2 separate regions of the Mus musculus genome follow, and region 1 is linked to region 2. The links are chromatin contacts, called in public promoter capture Hi-C maps. All regions are on one chromosome and are shown on one strand. Each heading gives the region's core, a stretch centred on a gene start, on an enhancer-like site or on the middle of the called end of the contact. The rest is flanking DNA. Distances are from core to core; before and after follow the strand shown.

What was found. Promoter capture Hi-C pulls out the DNA fragments that hold promoters and counts their contacts.
Region 1: a contact with region 2 is called in a promoter capture Hi-C map of liver, with 3 times the contacts expected there. The contact joins the enhancer-like site here to the promoter of Cyp2a22 in region 2. A contact is called at or near these places in 3 of 39 promoter capture datasets (the 3T3-L1 cell line and liver), 1 of 484 Hi-C or Micro-C datasets (liver) and 1 of 9 other capture datasets (embryonic stem cells).

The regions. Positions count from the first base shown.
Region 1 is chr7:27,127,798-27,130,497 of GRCm38.p6, forward strand. Cyp2f2 (cytochrome P450, family 2, subfamily f, polypeptide 2) reads left to right here. Exons shown (of 10, transcript NM_007817.2): 5 at 1,394-1,554; 6 at 1,920-2,096; 7 at 2,497-2,638. Among named protein-coding and RNA genes, the nearest start is that of Cyp2f2, 9.2 kb to the left of the region's middle. Within about 2 kb of position 1,349, at least 6 of the 459 cell types and tissues checked have an H3K27ac peak or open chromatin away from gene starts, as enhancers often do. A contact at or near this core is called in liver, where this site is marked.
Region 2 is chr7:26,938,094-26,940,793 of GRCm38.p6, forward strand. It overlaps Cyp2a22 (cytochrome P450, family 2, subfamily a, polypeptide 22), which reads right to left and starts at 1,293. Exons shown (of 9, transcript NM_001101467.1): 1 at 1,090-1,293; 2 at 647-809; 3 at 1-135. The coding sequence starts at 1,266.

The sequences.
Region 1 (2,700 bases), core at 99-2,598, 190 kb after region 2:
GAGTCTATCACCACGCCCATTTTATGGATGGGAACTGAGGTTCAGATTTAAAAAAAAAAAAAAAAAAAAAAAAAACATGGAGACTAAGAGCCCACACTAGAATCAAAGCAAAGTCCTACCTCCAGAAACTGTTTTCTGGACTTTCTGCTCTTACACCTTAAATGTTGTGTTGAAATGTGAGTTTTGTTTGTTTGTTTTCATAACAGAAACTCTGTAGCCCAGGCTGGCCTGGAACTCACAATGAGCCTCCTGCCTCAGTCTCCCAAGTGCTGGGATTACAGGCCTCCTGCACCACCTGACCTAGCATTTGTTGCTTTTATTGTATCCTATAGTGTGTTTGGCTGTTGAATGATAAGAGGTTAGACAATATGTTTGTGGTCTATCCTGAGGTAAAGTTGTCCTCTGGCATTGTGTATGACACTTCACTGTGAGTCTGCTGCACCCCAATGTTAACTTACTATGCATCACCTCTTCTGCTGCCAGGATACTACAGTGTGTTCTGCACTATCCTATGAGTTGCTGTGAGTTACTGCTGTATGTTGGCAGCCGGATGTTGGAGTATACTGACACCATGAGGTGGTACATTGCGACTGCGCCTTGGGATGTCCCTGGGCTGTCTGTACTGGCATATTTTGTGCTTGGTTGGTTTATGAGGTTTGGTTTGGTTTCTTTCATTGAGACAAAGTCTCTCATAGCCCTGGGTGGTCTCAAACTCTCTATGCAACCAAGAATAACCTGGAACTCCTGATCCCTACCCTCTGCCTCCCAAGTGCTGAGATTGCAGAGGTCAACCACTATAAACAAATGTCTATTTTTTTTATTAATTTAGGGTTTACTTGTATGCATATGTGTTTGTGGCATGCAGAGTGTTCAGGGGTGCCTGCCAAGGTCATAAGGAAGGTCAGATCTCCTGGAGTTATAGGCAATCATTAATAGCCTGAGGAAGCCCTCTGGTCCCTAGCTGTCTGATTTTGAGACAGTTTTGAGCCTTATAACCCAGGCTGACCTCAAACTTGAGGCAACCATCCTGCCTCAGCAGGGGTTACAGGTGCTAACCACCCTTAGGACTCTTTGGCTGTACTCACTGGTGATTTTGTGGGCAGCTGTTGGCTATGATACCTGTGTGCCGTGCTGTGGGCAGTGTAATGTATTCTTGTTCTGCAAGAGTTTTGTTGTACATGACATTGCCAAATTATTTAGGAGTATTGTCATATCACACATTGCGTGGCCTGTCATATTGCACATTGCGTGGCCTCGTGAGAGCATTCTGGACTGTGAGGTGCTGTCTCACGGTGGGTGAATTCTGAGCAAGCAGGAATCGTGGGAGCACTCCATCTGGCACATGTTGTATTGGCAGAGCTTCACACTGACCTACTTCATCTCTCCACCTCAGGCAAGCCCTTTGACCCCGTGTTTATCCTGAGCCGCTCTGTGTCCAACATTATCTGCTCTGTCGTCTTCGGAAGTCGCTTCGACTATGACGATGAGCGTCTGCTCACCATCATCCACTTTATCAATGACAACTTCAAGATTATGAGCAGCCCTTGGGGCGAGGTAAGCACTCGGAGGTCAACCAGATGGGATCATGGGTCCACAGGGTCCAAAAATGTACCAGGGGCCAGTGATGAGATACATGCCTATAAACCCCATACTAAGGAGGCCGAGGGGAGAGGATTGCCACAAGTTCCTGACCAAGCTAGACAAAATAGAAAGAACTCCTCCTTAAAACCCCACCCCCAGTTACACGGTCCACCCATCCTCCTCTGTCCTGCCCCCCTCCCTCCCACTCTCGTTCCACCCTTGCAGAACTTGGCTGCCCATGACAAGACCAGGTCAGAGTTGATTTAAGTTTGCTTTGCTTAGCCTATCCATCAACCCCCAAGCTTGCTTCACGAAGCCTCTCCAACTCTGGTCCCCAGATGTACAACATCTTCCCAAGTGTCCTTGATTGGATACCTGGGCCACACAAACGCTTGTTCCGGAACTTTGGAGGCATGAAAGATCTCATTGCCCGCAGCGTCCGCGAACACCAGGATTCCCTGGACCCCAACTCTCCCCGGGACTTCATCGACTGCTTCCTCACAAAGATGGCACAGGTAGCTGTAGGATGAAGATTCTCCCTCTAGGCTGGTGTGAAGCCCTCCTGCTGCCCCCTCCCGCTCCCCGCCTCAAACGTGCACAGATCTCAGTTTGGGTAGAGTCCTGAAGCTGTGGCACCTGGCCCTGCTGGACAGCTGCCCAAAGCGACTACCAATTAACAAATTATTAAGCCGTTGTGGTTGGCCAAATTGTTCACCTTGGGCCTTGTCACTTTTTCTCTCTCCCTTCACACTACCCGGCTCCCACCAAAAAAAAAAAAAAAAAAAAAAAAAAAAGTTAGCTCAAGAGAGGGACAGAGCCAGCGACTAGTGACGGTAGCAGTTGAGTGGATCACAGAGGCTCCGAAGTATAAGCTTCTCCCAGTCCCTGACTCATAGTACCATCCTTCAACCACAGGAGAAGCAAGACCCACTGAGCCACTTCAATATGGATACCCTGCTGATGACCACACACAACCTGCTCTTCGGTGGCACAGAAACCGTGGGCACCACACTGCGTCACGCCTTCCTTATTCTTATGAAATACCCCAAAGTGCAAGGTACACGGGCAGCAATGTCCCCTCTACATTACCTCCTCCCTTCTCCTACCCTCCACCCCCAC
Region 2 (2,700 bases), core at 43-2,542:
ACATCTTGATCAAACAGCCTGCCTCCTCCTGGATGCGCTCCTCCATACCTCGCTTGCCCAAGCCGAAATCCTTCAGTGTGGCTATGGAGAAGCGTCTGAGTTGTTTGGCTCGTTCCCCATTGCTGAATGTCACACCTGTAAAGATAAAAACATGAGGGTTGGAGAGAAGTAGACTGAGGCTAAGGAAGGACCAGGTCCACACTGGAAAAGGCTTCTAAGAGAAAAGAAGAGAGACAGATGGATAGAGATGGAAAGAACACAGAATATACAAAAACAGACCCTGCATTGGAAATGTAAATGAAGAAAATACCTAATTAAAAAAAATCTGCTAAATTTGTTCCTGTTCATCTCTCTCTCTTTTTCTCTCCTGCCTAGTGTTAGAAGGTTAATAGGCAAAGAGGGTGAAGGGTGGAAGAAAGAAGAGCCCACAAAGTAGCAAAAGTCTGTCTACAGCCGGGCGTGGTGGCGCACGCCTTTAATCCCAGCACTCGGGAGGCAGAGGCAGGTGGATTTCTGAGTTCGAGGCCAGCCTGGTCTACAGAGTGAGTTCCAGGACAGCCAGGGCTACACAGAGAAACCCTGTCTCGAAGAAAAAAAAAAAAAAAAAAAAGTCTGTCTACAATCACAGATTTCAGATCCTCCTCACCATAGCCTTTGAAGAGTGTATTAAAGGTGGCCTGTTCGCCTCGTCCACTGAACTCCTCAGCGTTGTCCTCCAAAGCCTCTTTGACTGCATCGTATCCATATAGCACCACAACCCGGCGAGGCCCAAGGTGGATGGTGAACACAGGGCCATAGTGCTCTTGGAGCTGATGTGGGGGAAATAGGGGCTGTTAGAGGACTTACTCACTTAACTGGACCAGTACAGAGGTCAGATTATGTGATATCCTACAAAGAAATGCTTGAAAACAAACAAACAAACAAACAAACAGAAAACAAACCAAAGTCTTGAAATAGCTCCAGAGCCTTCTAAACCCCACTAGTAAGAGACTTTGGATTATTCTGTGAATTTTCTGACACAAAACGTCTGCAATCACACAGACTCTTGTCTGTGTCCCATGTCCCATCCATCCCTTCATCCAGTGATACCTGTGTGATGGAGCTGTATACATCTTTTCTATTCAGTTGCAGGTAATTTCCAATGAAAGGCAAAGGAATGGGTCCTGGGGGCAACTTCCCCCTGATTTTCTGCTGCCAGACAGACACCAAGACCATCACACTCAGGAAGGCCAGTATGGCTACGAGGAGCAGCCCTGAGCCCAGCATGATGGCCAGTGAGGACTGACAGGCTGATAGCCAAGGCTGAGATTCTACCTTTATACGCCCAGGGACAGAATGGGCAGAAGATGGCCTTTGCTCCTATTTACCTAGTTGAGTCTTTTGGATTGCAATTCTATCTCCTTACATGGACTCTGTCTGTGTTGCAACACCCACAACATGGGCAAAGAGGAAGACCTCTGGGTGCTAGGCTTAATTTGAAATGCTTAAAGCCTTGCTGGGTTGTGGTGCCCCTTCGAGAGGCTCATTGCCTCCCTCCCGGTCACCCCTTCCCACTATCTCCCTCCCTCCCTTCCTCCCTCCCTCCCTCCCTCCTTCCCTTCCTCCCTCCCTCCCTCCCTCCTTCCCTTCCTCCCTCCCTCCCTCCCTCCCTCCCTTCCTTCCTTCCTTTCTTCCTTCCTTTCTTCCTTCCCTTCTTCTTTCTTTCTCTTACAGACAGAGTTTCTCTGGCTATCCTAGAACTCACTCTGTAGACCAGTTTGGCCTTGAACTCACAGCGATCCCTTTGCCTCTGCCTGCTGAGCACTGGGATTAAAGGCATGTGCCACCACTAATGGGTGCACAGAGTTCTAAAAGGATCCTCAACTTCAGGTTAGGGTGAGCAACTTTCCCTGCCTATGCATGGCTTGGAAAAGGGTAGAAAACCACAGGTATATTTTATCAGATCTTTTCACAGACTAGAGGAGAATAACTCATAATGTTAGTGAAGGACTTATAGAAGTTTTGTGAAATAACAGCTTGAATATTGGGAAACCCCAGTTGTCAGAAGGCTTCTAATTGGCAAAGACTCCTACTGAGTTCCCATTAAGACCCTTATGGTAGCTCACTGTGATACAGGTGACTTCTGTAATTAGTATCCATGTTTACCACAGGACACAGGGCAAGCATGGAGCACATTGGTGAAAGACCTTTGGGTCAAGCTCCCGAATCCAAGTCTGTGGGCATCCTGTATCTTAATTGCCATACAAGCTGTGCACAGTGGGTGCATGTGAAGTGAAAGTTCCCTTTGAAGGTGCATAAGATTTTTAAAAGCAGCATTTCTTGGTTTTTCAGAGCCTGTTCTTAGTAGACAAAGGGAAGATTTATGACAGAAATTTAGGACAACACCAGTGTGGAGAGCATAGGCTGACCCTGGAATACTGAAGCTATAAGAAGAGGAGGAGCAAATAACCATGCTGATCTTATGTTGCTGAATTTCTTTTAAAAAAAAATTCAACATTTCTGTGTGTGGTATCACACACCTTTAATCCCAACACTCAGGAGGCAGAGGCAGGTGGATCTCTGAGTTCAAGGCCAGTCTGGTCTACAAAGCAAGTCTAGGATAGCTAGCGCTTGTTACAAAGAGAAATTCTGTCTCAAAACCCAAACCGAAATATCCAACATCTCTTTATTTATTTATTTATTTATTTATTTATTTATTTA